3 separate regions of the Mus musculus genome follow, and all the other regions are linked to region 2. The links are chromatin contacts, called in public HiChIP or PLAC-seq and promoter capture Hi-C maps. All regions are on one chromosome and are shown on one strand. The core of a region is the stretch at or near the end of the contact, and the rest is flanking DNA. Distances in the headings are between cores, read along the strand shown.

Evidence for each region. Promoter capture Hi-C pulls out the DNA fragments that hold promoters and counts their contacts. HiChIP or PLAC-seq counts read pairs in DNA pulled down with a chosen protein or histone mark.
Region 1: a promoter capture Hi-C map of neutrophils shows a contact between it and region 2, with 5 times the contacts expected there. The contact joins the enhancer-like site here to the promoter of Riox1 in region 2. A contact is called at or near these places in 9 of 39 promoter capture datasets (3T3-L1-derived adipocytes, the C10 cell line, the HPC-7 cell line and 5 more), 1 of 15 datasets of contacts at CTCF or cohesin (the NIH/3T3 cell line), 6 of 484 Hi-C or Micro-C datasets (CD4 T cells, ECoMG-derived neutrophils, bone marrow-derived macrophages and 3 more), 5 of 115 datasets of contacts at active chromatin or transcription factors (bone marrow-derived macrophages, cardiomyocytes, fetal liver and 2 more) and 4 of 9 other capture datasets (adipose tissue, liver, macrophages and 1 more).
Region 3: a contact with region 2 is called in an H3K27ac HiChIP or PLAC-seq map of microglia, with 3 times the contacts expected there. The contact joins the enhancer-like site here to the promoter of Riox1 in region 2. A contact is called at or near these places in 4 of 39 promoter capture datasets (liver, neutrophils and stem cell-derived epiblast-like cells), 1 of 15 datasets of contacts at CTCF or cohesin (the NIH/3T3 cell line), 2 of 484 Hi-C or Micro-C datasets (cerebral cortex and liver), 7 of 115 datasets of contacts at active chromatin or transcription factors (the SCID.adh cell line, bone marrow-derived macrophages, embryonic stem cells and 2 more) and 3 of 9 other capture datasets (adipose tissue, liver and pancreatic islet).

The regions. Positions count from the first base shown.
Region 1 is chr12:83,858,747-83,863,314 of GRCm38.p6, forward strand. It overlaps a transcript of Numb not described here. Among named protein-coding and RNA genes, the nearest start is that of Numb, 19 kb to the left of the region's middle. Within about 2 kb of position 2,150, at least 41 of the 459 cell types and tissues checked have an H3K27ac peak or open chromatin away from gene starts, as enhancers often do. A contact at or near this core is called in ECoMG-derived neutrophils, the HPC-7 cell line, bone marrow-derived macrophages and 1 more, where this site is marked.
Region 2 is chr12:83,947,629-83,952,606 of GRCm38.p6, forward strand. It overlaps Riox1 (ribosomal oxygenase 1), which reads left to right and starts at 2,980. Exons shown (of 1, transcript NM_023633.3): 1 at 2,980-4,978. The coding sequence starts at 3,064. The coding sequence ends at 4,875. The region is part of intron 16 of Heatr4 (HEAT repeat containing 4); the gene reads right to left.
Region 3 is chr12:83,881,141-83,885,440 of GRCm38.p6, forward strand. It overlaps a transcript of Numb not described here. Among named protein-coding and RNA genes, the nearest start is that of Gm31386, 39 kb to the right of the region's middle. Within about 2 kb of position 1,536, at least 31 of the 459 cell types and tissues checked have an H3K27ac peak or open chromatin away from gene starts, as enhancers often do. A contact at or near this core is called in cerebral cortex, embryonic stem cells, microglia and 1 more, where this site is marked.

The DNA.
Region 1 (4,568 bases), core at 900-3,399, 90 kb before region 2:
AAGTCAGTCTATGAAGCAAGTTCCAGGGCAGCCAAGCTTAGGCAATGAAGGATTTGGAAAACAGAAAGCTGGTGATAATATAACAGAACAATGGGGGCATGTTCCAGCCCCAGCTTTGGCCACATGGCTCTGGTTTTAGAGTCCAGAATAAAAGGGACTACTGGGACAATTGATGCTGGTTAGCTGGAGCTAAGAAATTAGTGGTGATTAAGAAGAGGCCAGTGGACAGGTGTGGTGGCACATGCCTTTAATCCCAGCACTCGGGAGGCGGAGGCAGGCAGATTTCTGAGTTCGAGGCCAGCCTGGTCTACAAAGTGAGTTTCAGGACAGCTAGGGCTATACAGAGAAACCCTGTCTCGAAAAACCAAAACCAAAACCAAAAAAAAAAAAAAAAAAAAAAAAAAAAAAGAAGAAGAAGAGGCCAGCATCACTGAGGTGAAGTCTTTTGGGAGGTGTTTTCTGTGAGCACAGAGGCTGTGTTCCAGAGATAGCCAAGACTGTAACTCATGCTGCAGCTGTACTAGGTAATGTGTAAGAATTGCCCAGGTGGTACTGGTTTTGAAGGCATGAAGGGGTTATGAAGAGCAGTTGAGGCTTGGCACTGTGAGAGGCCGTGGAAGGCCATTGGTGAAGGTGCAGCCCCAAATGCAGTTGGCAGACTAGGACTGAAGGAGTCATTCAAAGGATTTGAAGTTGGCACCATGAAGAGAGCCTATGAGAGGCTATTATTGGTGAAGCCTAGTTGCAGCAGAAGATCCCAGTGTACTGGAGAAGCCATTACCATGGGATGATCACCAAGAACTGCAGCAGCAGTGGGGTTGATCACCCTGAGCTTAGACTGACACAGAGGGTGGAGCTGGAGAAGTGGTGCCAGCCCTTATGAGGAGCCCAGAAAATCATGTGTGCATCCCAGACATTGAAACAAGAAGCTGTAACATTGAAGTTGTCTTGGAGACCCCCAAGATGTTCGAGATACCAGAGCCATGGGCTATCTGCTGAGGAAAGCTGCTAACAGGAAGTGGAACCATCCCAGGAGAAAGAAGTTTGTTGCAGTCAACAAAAATGAAAAAGGAGTTGGAAGATCTGAAGACCACTTTGACATCAGACATGGAGATGCAGTTTGGAGTTTGCCCAGCTGGTTTCCTGTCTTGCTTTGGGGATTACAGATAAGTGATTGGGTGAATCTCAGAAGAAACTTTGAACTTTGGACTTTTAACATTGTTGAGACTTCTACAGACTGGGGACTTTGGAAGTTGAACTAAATGTATTTTGCATTATACTATGTTTAGATATGGCCCCCATAGATTCATGTTTAAACAAGCCTATGAGGGCCAGGGGAGTGGAATGGGATAGTTTGTATATGCTTGGCCCAGGGAGTGGCCCTATTAGAAGGTGTGGCCTTGTTGGAGTAGGTGTGTCACTGTGAATATGGGCTTTAATACCCTCATCCTAATTGCCTGGGAGCCAGTATTCTGCTTGCATCTTCATCTTCAGATGAAGATGTAGAACTCTGCACCATGCCTGCCTGGATGCTGCCCACCTTGATGATAATGGACTGAACCTCTGAACCTGTAGGCCAGCCACAATTAAATGTTGTCCTTTATAAGACTTGCATTGGTCATGGTGTCTGTTCACAGCATTAAAACCCTAAGACAGGCAACAATAACTATATTTTTAAATTTCCATTTACTTCAACTCCTTTTAAATTCTATACTAAAAATCTTCAAAGACTAACAGAAAACACATTTGAAATAGCAGGTTATTCATTTACTTTTACTACTTTAGAAACTTCTTCTAAAAAACAAAACAAAACAAAAACCCGTATGAGCTAGGCTTCATTGTCCATACTTCTCTTGGCATTTTGGTCTTTTGTACCCCCACAGGAATGGCCCATTAAGCTCTGCTTGCAACAACACTCTACCCTGGAATTCTACATTCTTCCTGCAAATGGCACAAGTCATGTAGTGAGGTTTATCACAGAAGTCTGCTCCTTGATAAACATTTTTTCATATGAGCTTATTCTCTCACTGCTCTGACAGAAATACCCAACAAAAGCAACTTAAGGAAGGTTTCCTGCTGGCTCACAGTCTGAGGGTATAGCCCATTGTGGAAGGGAAGCAGAATGTGGCTAGTCACATGAAACAGAGAAGAGGAACCAATGTTGCTCTTCTGCTTCCTCCTTTCTTCCTTTTTATTCAGTCAGAGACACCAGCCTAATTATAACTCTACCCATATAAAATAGGAAACACCAGCCCAATTATAACTCTACCCTCCTCAGTTAAATTACTCTGGAACCCCTCTCATGAAAACATCCAGAAATGTGTCATCTAGGGGACTCTAAATCCAGTCAAACTGATAATCAAGATTCCATGGTTTATAAGTTTTTAAAAAAAAAAGATTATTTTATTTTATGTGTATGGTATTTTGCCTGCATGCAATAAATAAGTGCACCATATGCATGCCTGATACCATGGATCCTCGGGAACTGGAGTCACAGACAGTTTCAAGCTGCCATGTGGTGCTGGGAATTGAAACCAGGCCCTCCAGAGGAGCAACTAGTACTCTAAACTGCTGAGTCATTTCTCCAGTCCCAGTTTTTAACTTTTAAAAATCAACTGATGGAAAAGCTGAAAGCACAGTCTTAAGACAAATCTGAATTTGAATTCCAATGTCAACAGTAGCAAACTTCAGACAATTTATTTAGGATTTCAATTCTTCAAGAAAAAAATAAGATTATAAAGTTCGTGCCAGGCATGGTGGTACATACATACATACTGTTAATCACAATGTTTAGGACTAAAATGGTAAAGTGTCTGCAATTCACTTTCACTTGGGTTTTGTTTGTTTGTTTGTTTGTTTTTGTTTTGTTGTTGTTTGTTTGTTTGTTTTTAAAATAAATCCTAGGACTCAGACCTTTTGTAAGCTCAAAGCCAGCTTGGCCTACACCGCAACCTCCAGACCAGTTAAAGCCAAATAGTGAGACCGTGTCTCACTCTCGCTCAACAAAAAGATAATAATGTTCTGGTATTTAAGCAAGAAAATACAGTATTTGATATAAAATACATGCTGAACTGACGAAATCAGTTCCCTAATTTTCCTCTTCTCTCCTCAGGGTGAAGCTATATAACTGGTAGTCTCATACAGTCTTTGTCCAGTACCCATTTGGTTCCCTCTGCCTGGATGCCCCTCTTTGTCACATATAACACTCAAATCCTCCTTGTTTAAGTTTGTACTTAAATCCTACCTCTTCGTTTTATCTCCCACCACTAAAACTATACTTTATTTATGTTACTTAACTTATGTTACGTAATGTCCTGTCTGTTGTAAGCACTGTCTCAACTGCTTGCTTAAAAAGAACATAGTGGTTCATTTTCCTTCCGTTCTACTACACAAACCACAGTTTTGTGCATGATAAGCTCTCAAATATTTGACAGTTTTCTAGATTTCCTATTACAACTGCATTTCTGGCATTTCAGAATTTAAACTTAAATTGTCATTATTGCTGCCTTCTGAATCTCAATTCTTCAGTAAGTACCAACATTGTACCTGATTTACTCTGTTTGGCCACAGGGTTTTCAATGTAGCCCGTGCTGATCTCCTACTCACAATCCTCCTAAGTTCAGGTTACTAGCATGGGCCAACATGCCTTGGCTTAAAGGTTTAAAGATAAATTCACAGAAGTACTTGACTGGAATGGAAAAAGAGTATCCATTTTTTAAAATTTTTTTACAAACTATTCTTTTGCAAGAAAGCATATTAGACAGAAATGTTTAAGAAATCTTCAAACTATCTATTTTACAATCATTTGGGCAAAAATACAGGATACAAGTTCCTTGAGGCAACAACAGAACAAACAAAAACAAAACATTCAGGTCCTATAATAAAAATATTATATTACTAGTTTGTAATTTTTCTATATGACTGGGAATTCCTGCAACACTTTATTTTCATTAAGTAATGAGAACAATTATTTTGTCTTCTTAAAAATAAATTACAGCTGGGCATGTGGTACACTCCTATAATCCTAGTATTTGAGAGGAGGTAAAAGAAGCAAGGGTTCAAGGTACATCAGCTAGATTGGGAATTTAGAAGTCTTGGCTCAAAAACATACAACATCAACCAACCAATCATTCTCTATGTGTCTTAGTCAGGGTTTCTATTCTGCATAAACCATCATGACCAAGGAGCAAGTTGGGGAGGAAAGGGTTTATTCAGCTTACACTTCCACATTGCTGTTCAAAGGAAGCCAGGACAGAAACTCTGGCAGGTCGGGAAGCAGGAGCTGATGCAGAGGCTATAGAGGAATGTTTCTTACTGGTTTGCCTTGTTCAGCTTGCTTTCTTATAGAATGGAAGACTACCAGCCCAGGGACGTTACCACCCACAATGGGCCCTCCCCCCTTGCTCACTAATTGAGAAAATGCCTTACAGCCGGATCTCATGGAGGCATTTCCTCAAGGGAGGCTCCTTTCTCTGTGATAATTCCAGTCTGTGTCAAGCTGACACACAAAACCAGCCAGTATACTAACTATATACATTTTGGGTTTTTTAACAACTCAGATATATAAA
Region 2 (4,978 bases), core at 1,730-4,229:
GTCAAATATGACCTGCCCTTTGTCTGTATCTATCTACCCAAGCAATCCTAATACCAGGATGCTCTCAGTACACACAGCCTTTATGTCAACAAGGAAGGAAGTTCTTCGGGCTGGGGAGTGGCTCAGTGGGTAGAGCGCTCACTGTGCAGGCATGGTGACCTGAGTTTGGAAGCCTACTGCCCATGTGCAAAGCCAGGCTTGTACTCCCAGCACTGGGGAGGCAAAGACAGGAGGATTTCTAAGCTTACTAGCGAGCCAGACTGCCCAAGCCCTGAGCTTCAGGTTCAGTGAGAGATCTTGTCCCCAAAGAGGACACCTGCCATTGATCTCTGGCATCCACATACATGTGTGAGTGTAGACACACACACACACACACACACACACACACACTTTAAAAAGGAAGAAGGGGCCCGGAGGTTTGGCTCAGTCATTAAAAGCATTAATTTCTCTTTCAGGGACCCAGGTTTGATTCCCAGCATCCTAGCTAAAAACTTGGCAGATCAAAACTAGCTATAACTCCAGTTCCAAGAGGGATCTGATACCCTCTTCTAGTTATATATGGTCCATGGACATGCAAACAAGCAAAACACCCATACACATACAATGAATCTCAAAAAACCTTTTAAATTAAATTTAAAAAACAACAACAGTGGTTATTAAAAAGGGAAGGCTATGCCTCCTGAGACTCCTTCTGGCAGACCCCTGTAGCCTCCTTGTAGGGCACAGAACTTGGGATGACACTGGAGGCTTTTTTTTTTTTTTTTTTTTTTTTTTTGGTTTTTCGAGACAGGGTTTCTCTGTGTAGCCCTGGCTGTCCTGGAACTCACTCTGTAGACCAGGCTGGCCTCGAACTCAGAAATCTGCCTGCCTCTGCCTCCCGAGTGCTGGGATTAAAGGCGTGCGCCACCACGCCCGGCTGACACTGGCGGCTTTAAGACCCCACTCCCAGTGCTGGGCAGACCCTTCACAACCTCCCATGATGGCTTTATCTGATATGGATAGCTCCTCTATTAGGTTTGTTACAGTAACTTTCCCCTAGCTTTGACAAAAAAATACCTGAAAAGATATTTCCAATTCAAGGGAGGATTTATGCGAACCTACGTTCCCTCGTGGTAGGGTAGAAGAGGCCGCAGGAGCAGGTCGCAGCCAGTCACACTTCACCCTCACTCAGAGCAGAGAATAAAGACGCTGTGCAGATCGCTTGCTTGCTTTCCCCTCTTACCCACTCCAGGACGCCAGCCCATGGGATGGATGGTACTGCTCACTTTTACAGCGGGTCTTCCTACTTCAACCTAAGGTAAACAATCTCTCACAGAGGTGCCCAGAGACTTGCCTCTTTAGTGATTCTAGATCCTGACTGTAGTCATAATGTTATTGTGTACTATGTAAAGATTATTCATGAATTATTCAAATGTGGACTTCTGTACCCCCATATATATTTGCAATCCTTATTCTGAGAATCTCATGTCTCAATGTGGTGAAAAACTTGCTCTACAATAATTCCCTGATTGGTCAGTAAAGAACTGATCAGCCAATGAATGAGCACGAAAGAGAATAGGGCTGGACATTTGCAGAGTTCGAGAGAGGAAGTGGGGATTGGCTGGGAGGAGAGACTCCAAGAGAGATAAGGAAAAGGAGAAAGAAAAAACAAAGAGCAGTCCGGGAGCCCAGAGAACCAGATCAGTACTAAAATGCTGCAAGTATCAGGAAGATTCTGTCGGGAAGGTGCTAGATTAGCATAAAGGATTAAAATAGAGTAACCTGCTCAGTTGTTGTGCCCTTAAAGCTTTTTGAGTAAATATACTAGTCCAGTCTCAATTCTTTGGGAGTTAGCTGGGTTAAGAGGAAAACTGCAACACACTATGTAAAATAACACTAACACCTGTCAAGTTGACAATCGGTGTTAACCATCACAGGTTCCAATCAATTCATTTAAGCTACCTAACTCCCTGAGAAAGTATTGCCATCCTGCCCAATCAAGACCTATGTTCTGCCAGGCATGGTGGTACATACATATGTAAAATACACACACACACACACACACACACACACACACACACACACACACACACACACTCACAAGAATGCTTGCAGAAGCGGTGTCTGCGGGGGGCTAGAGATGATGGTTCAGTGGTTAAAGAGTGTTTACGACTCTATCCAAGGATCAGAGAGAGATTTCCACAAACTACTGTACTAAGAGATTTCTCTGGCCTCCTTGAGACATACACGTACGCATGCACAAACTTTTTAAAAAGTCAGAAGCTTGAAGAAGAGGAGGAGGAGGAGAAACAGCCTATTGCAATGTCATATTGAGAGGCAAGCCCAGGAGTTTGAGGTTAGAAAGGACTATGTAGCAATACACTGACAAAGTGGAGAAGTCCCTAACTTCCTTTTCAGAGGAAGAATATTAATTACAAGCGGCTCACCCTGTAACCTCAGCCTTCCCCGTGCATGAACCACCATACCTGGCAAGGCTTTGTAACTGAGGAGAGAGAGGAAAAAGAAGAGGAGAGGCTTAACAATGAAGTTTTCTGCAGTGAAGAGAGCCAGTAAGAGCTGTGCTTCATACAGAATATCAAACTTTGCCTTCATTCCATTCTACCAGGAAACTGCCTAGGAACAAAAATGCCTACCACAAAAATGAGAAAGCGGACTAAAACAGGAAGCCAGGCTCAGCGCTGCACACCTTTAATCCCAGCAATCGCGAGGCAGAGACAGAAATCTCTGTGAGTTCAAAGCCAACTTGGCTCACCTAATAAGTTCTAGGACTATATAGCTACGGCTTCTGTAGAAAGATTCTGTCCCAGAAAAGCAAAAAAGAGGAATGAAGTTGTTTTCTTTTGAAATGCCTCGTGCCTTCTTTTCTTACACGGAGTCTTTATCTGGTAGAGAATTTTGCCTTGCCAGTGCATACTACCGCGGTTTTAAAAGGTGACAAACCGGGCTAGCTGTAGGACCCAGGAAGACGGTAGGCTTGGCCTACCCAGGGAATGCCGAAGGACTCGCCCCCTTCCCAGAAAGCACCACGGCCGCGGAAGCGTGGGACCCGCCGGCCGCCCCGCTATGGACGAGCTACCGAATGGCAACGGTGCGGCGCTGCTGAAGCGCGGGCGGGGGAGGCGCCGGCGGCACCCGCAGTCGCAGCCCCGCGGCGCGTCGGTCTTGGCCCTGCCCTTGCGGCCCCGGAAGATCCGAAGGCACCGGAAAAGTGCGGCGGCGTCCCGCGTGGCCGCGCTGAGAGCTCGCGCGCTCCGGAGCGAGGACTCGGACTCGAAAGTGGCGGTGGCCTCGGTTCGGGGCAAGCGGAAGAGGCCGGCAGAGCTGCTGGAGGCCTCGCGGTCGGCGGAGCCGCGGCCGGTGTCAGCGCGCCCGAGGTCGGCTTCGGCGACGCTGCCGAGCCGCGTGGAGGGATGGGCTGCGCTCTCCCGGAACCTGGGGACGGCCGCTCCGCCGCCGCCGGGCTCGCACGCGGATGAGCCGGGGCGACCCCGGGCTTCGCCGCTGCAGCAGGTACTGACGGAGCTGAACGGCATCCCCAGCAGCCGGAGGCGCGCCGCCCGCCTCTTCGAGTGGCTCCTGGCGCCCCTGCCTCCGGACCACTTCTACCGGCGGCTGTGGGAGCGGGAGGCGGTGCTGGTGCGGCGGCAGGACCGCAGCTACTACGAGGGTCTCTTCTCCACCGCCGACCTGGACTCGATGCTGCGCTACGAGGACGTGCAATTCGGGCAGCATCTGGACGCCGCGCGCTACGTCGATGGACGGCGGGAGACCTTGAACCCGCCGGGCCGCGCGCTTCCCGCCGCCGCGTGGTCCTTGTACCGAGCCGGCTGCTCCTTGCGCCTCCTGTGCCCGCAAGCCTTCTCGCCCACCGTGTGGCAGTTTCTGGCCGTGCTCCAGGAGCAGTTTGGCAGCATGGCGGGCTCCAACGTCTACCTCACGCCCCCGGACTCGCAGGGCTTTGCTCCTCACTACGATGACATCGAGGCTTTCGTGTTGCAGCTGGAAGGTCGGAAACTCTGGCGCGTCTACCGACCGCGGGACCCGAGTGAGGAGTTGGCCCTGACATCTAGTCCCAACTTCAGCCAGGAGGACCTTGGTGAGCCTGTGCTGCAAACGGTACTGGAACCTGGAGACCTGCTCTATTTTCCTCGGGGCTTCATTCACCAAGCTGAATGTCAGGATGGAGTCCACTCCCTACACCTCACCTTGTCCACCTACCAGCGCAATACATGGGGTGACTTCCTGGAGGCTGTACTGCCTCTGGCAGTGCAAGCGGCCATAGAGGAGAACGTGGAGTTCCGCAGAGGCTTGCCCCGAGACTTCATGGATTACATGGGGGCCCAGCATTCCGACTCTAAGGATCCTAGAAGGACAGCTTTCATGGAAAAGGTGCGGGTCTTGGTTGCTCGCCTGGGACACTTTGCTCCTGTCGATGCTGTGGCTGACCAGAGAGCAAAAGACTTCATTCACGATTCCCTGCCCCCTGTGTTGACCGATAGGGAACGGGCTCTAAGTGTTCACGGGCTCCCAGTTCGCTGGGAGGCTGGAGAACCCGTCAATGTGGGGGCCCAGCTGACAACTGAAACCCAAGTCCACATGCTTCAGGACGGCGTAGCTCGGCTGGTGGGAGAGGGAGGCCGATTGTTCCTGTATCACACGGTGGAAAACTCTCGAGTTTATCACCTAGAGGAACCCAAGTGCTTAGAAATCCACCCCCAGCAAGCCGACGCCATGGAACTCTTGCTTCGCTCCTACCCGGAGTTTGTGAGAGTGGGGGACTTGCCATGTGACAGTGTGGAAGACCAGCTCTCCTTGGCAACCATGTTATATGATAAGGGGCTGCTACTCACCAAGACACCTCTAGTTCCGAGTTAGTTTTTTGAGGATGGCTGGAAAGAGTGCCGTTGCGACTCTCCACTACCGTTGCCTCTCTTTTTAAAGAGGTCGGGTTCTTACCTTGCTAAGCATCAGTATGGTT
Region 3 (4,300 bases), core at 286-2,785, 68 kb before region 2:
GGAGAGAGCCAGCTGAACCCTGGCAAGTACACATGCATTCATTTCGCTCTGTGCTTGACTGTGGATGTGACCAGCTGTTTTAAATTCCTGTAGCCTCAGCTTCTCTGCTATGATGGGCTGTGACATGGAATTGTGAGCTAAAACAAACCCTTTAAGTTGACAGGTGATTTTATCATAGCAACAGAAATGAAACTGGAAGATACTGGCAATGTGTACTCACAGAACATAAATAATAATTAATGACTGTTAGCTCAAAGATTTGGTTTGCCAAAATTTCCCCTGTATTAAAAGCTCAATCTCCACTGTAACACTTCACCACTACCTCCAGAAAAGACTGCTTAAGAACCTTTTCATCTAAGTGTGCTGGTACACACGTTAATCCTAGTACTCATGGAGCTGAGGCAGTAGGACCACCAGTCCAAAGCCTACATGGGCTACACAGCAACTTCCAAGCCAGATTACATAGTGAGACTTATCTCAAAAAAGCAACAAAGAATCTTTTATTAGCTCCCTAAATGTAAATGGACAAGATTGCTTACACCTCTAGGTAGTTCCATTTTAGAAACAGCTCAGAGAAGAGCAACCTTAGCCTAAGATTTAAGTTTTAATCAGACCTGGATAATTTTGTATCAATGAGATTCAGTGCACATCCCTGTCTCAGATAAGAAAGCTAGTATCAACCTCTGCCTTCCACATGCAACTGCCCATACCTATGTGTATGTTCATGAACCCATATACACACATAAATACATAAAAATTTTAAAAAGGATCTTTAGTTAAGATTGCTTCACAATTCTTTTTTTTTTTTTTTTTTTTTTTTTTTTTTTTTGGTTTTTCGATACAGGGTTTCTCTGTGTAGCCTTGGCTGTCCTGGAACTCACTTTGTAGACCAGGCTGGCCTGGAACTCAGAAATCTGCCTGCCTCTGCCTCCCAAGTGCTGGGATTAAAGGCTTGTGCCACTATGCCTGGCTTGCTTCACAATTCTTAGCAAAAGGAAAGGAAGTAATTCTACAGGAGACAGATGAAATCAGAGCTTGTTGTGGATTGCTGATTGTATTTTCTGCTCCCTCAGGAGAGGTGCTTCAATGTGGAGTAGATCACATACTCAGGTGAGGTCAGGTGAAATCTTAATTGGTCAGATAAAGATAGAGCCTGTGATTGGGCAGTGGAAGGGAGAGGCGGAGCTGAAAGTTTTAGAGAGGGGAATGAGGAAGAACAAGGCCAGACAAGACAGAGGGAGAGAAAGATGGAGCAGACCCAGTGGCCTGGAGGAGCCGCAAGTAGCTAGGGATTCCACAGCTGGGCATAGAGTAGTGAAGTGGTGTATTTGTCTAATCTAAGCGTGCAGCTTGTAATTACTGAGTTGTGTGTTCTTCACACAGGCATTTTGAGGTTGGAGATTTACCATTATAAATCTGGCTGGTATATTATAAGTCTCTAATATTTCACAGGGCGAGGGGGATCTGAGTGAGCCATAGCTGGCTTTCTGCAGGCCAGCCACAGGGGGAAGTAAGAGCAGCAGCTCCAGGCATTTCAGGAAAGACTGGTTCGGTTAGCTCAGCAAGCGGAGAGAGCTAACTTGGGAGCAGGTTTTTGCCCAGAGCGGCTTGGCAGCAGGCTGGCAGCGGAAACCAGGGCAAGATGGCCACTTGGGGCTGGCCATGGGGGTGGGCAAGACCGCCAAGGCCAGAGTATAGCCAGATTTAGTGTGGGTTTTGATTTTAAAACTACACGCAACTGTTCACCACCTATGCAAGTGGAGGGGGAGGGAAGAAGGAGAGAGAAGGAACACAAAGATTATACATAATCAAGAGACTTAGAGACTAGAAAAGGACAAAACAACTCATACCACAGAAATACCAATCAAAATACCCACTTCAATAGCTTTTAATTAAGGCAATACAAAAAATTAAAGCAAACAAATTACCTCCCATCAACCACACCCTACATAACTAAAATTAACCAAAAACAGGGAGATAAGAGCTCTAATATTTAGATAGCCATAAAAAAGCAAACTAAGTACAAAACTTTTATATCAAAAAGATGTGTAACAGAGGCTGGGATGAATCACATTTGATAAGAGTCCTTGCCTAGCATGCATGTCCCCCTGCACCTCCTACACACCTGGTGTGTAAGTGACGTGTAGAGGTGTATCGTACACCTGTGATCCCTGCATTTCAGAAGGCAAAGGCAAGAAGGTCACAAGTCTAAGGACAGCTAGTACTATATTGACAAACTAGTCTCAAAAAATATATATATTTTTAAAATTCACTGTAGAGGGCTGGAGAGATGGCTCAGTGGTCAAGAGCACTAGTTCCACCAGGCGTGGTGGCACACGCCTTTAATCCCAGCACTTGGGAGGCAGAGGCAGACAGATCTCTAAGTTTGAGGCCAGCCTGGTCTACAGAGTTAGTTCCAGGACAGCCAGGGCTACACAGAGAACTCTGTCTCGAAAACACAAAACAAAACAAAACAAAACAAAACAAAACAAAGAGCAGTAGTTCCTCTTCCAGGGGCCTGAGTTCAATTCTCAGTAACCGCATAGTGGCTTAGAATTATCTGTAATGGGATCTGTTGCCCAATTAACAAAAACAAAGAGAGAGAGAGAGAGAGAGAGAGAGAGAGAGAGAGAGAGAGAGAGAGAAAGGGAGAGAGAAAGGGAGAAAGAAAGAAAGAAAAATCTTGTCCATGTGTACCTAAAGACTTAAGAAAAATATATAGTAACAGTCATTAAAAAAAAACAACAACTTTTTTGAGGCCTCCAATTTACCCTGTAGCCAAAAATGACTTCTGATCCTCCTGCCTCTCCTTGAGTTCTGTGATTATAGGTAGTTTATATAGTGTTAGGGACTGAACCAAGGATTTCAAGCATCCTAGACAAGCATCCTCCCAAAGGAGCTATATAATATAGATGACTCTTAAAAACACAATATTGACTAGAGCAAAGCAATATGTGTGTGTGTGTGTGTAGTGTATGTATACATATATACATATTTATATGTACACACACACACACAAACAGGTGGGGTCACCTCTATGTAAACACCAGGGGCGAGCAATCACAAAAGCATCTCCTGCAGGAGGACCTAATTGAGGACTGCCTGAGAGTCCAAGGACTGAAGATACAGACAATGGTAGGCAATTGGGAATTGCTGTTAGAAGAGATGCTTTCTTGGGACCAATGGAGCATGGGTGGGGGATATTAAAGGGGCTGGCAGCAGCATTCAGAACTTGTTGTGGCTTTTCTTACTTGCTTTCTGAGTCTCTGTCTTTGATTCTGCACCACCTCACCTCCAACCCGCAAGGGCAGGTAGAGTCAAGCAGTGAGTAGTGCAGGCATAGGCAGCGTCTGGCGCCCAATGTGGACAGACTACATTGTCCTCGTTTTTTTGTGGGGGAGGGTGGGTGGGTTGGTTTTTTTTGGTTGGTTGGTTTTGTTGTTGTTTTGTTTTGTTTTTTGTTTTTGGCTGCTTGTGAACCTCCTTGGCTCACGGTTTGACATGATCTGCTCTTCTCATAGTACTACTACTGTTGTGCCCTTCAGTTGCTTTGCAGTGAGTTGGCCTCTTAGTGTTTTATGTGTGGATCTCGTGAGGGTGAGTACTCAGACCTCATTTCTGTCTTTTTTTTGTCTGTTCATCCTGGTGACCATCATACTTTCAGTTTTGGTCTCAGTGTGAGGGTGAGCTTGCAGCAGCCATCTTTTCTTCCTTCTTTGTCTTTGTTTAGGTGAGCGTGCTACAGTAAACATGCAGCAGACATATTTTCTTTCTCCTTTGTCTTTGTCTGCTTATTTTCACTTTTTAGTTCCGATGCATCCTAGTAAGTGACATAGGGGCTGGTCTCCAAGGTGGTGGTATCAGGGATCAGCTCCCAAGTGCCTTTCCCATCCCAGGAACACTGTGCAGGCATAGGGCCTTTGAGCTACACCTGAGGGAGTTCCCTGCTTAGTCACCACCTCTGTCATATTTGTTGTATCAGTTCTTCACTTGTTTCCTTTGCGCTAGTTGTCATGGGTTCCCTCCCCTCCATCATCAAGGAACCCCAGATTAGGGCTCTGAAAACCCTTCTGGTTACTCATGGTCTCAAGGTTATGACTCACAACCTGGACCAATTTTGGGAGGAAGTTGCTTTTTCAACCCCCTGGATATCACCACATGTGGGAAGCCACATGTGCCGTTGCAGGGTGGCGCTGGCTTCCGCTGGCCACCACGCATACATAGGCAGTAAAGTTTTTTTTTTTTTTTTTTTTGCCAAGATGAGGTTTTGAGAATTAACCAATCAGATGAGAGACAAGTT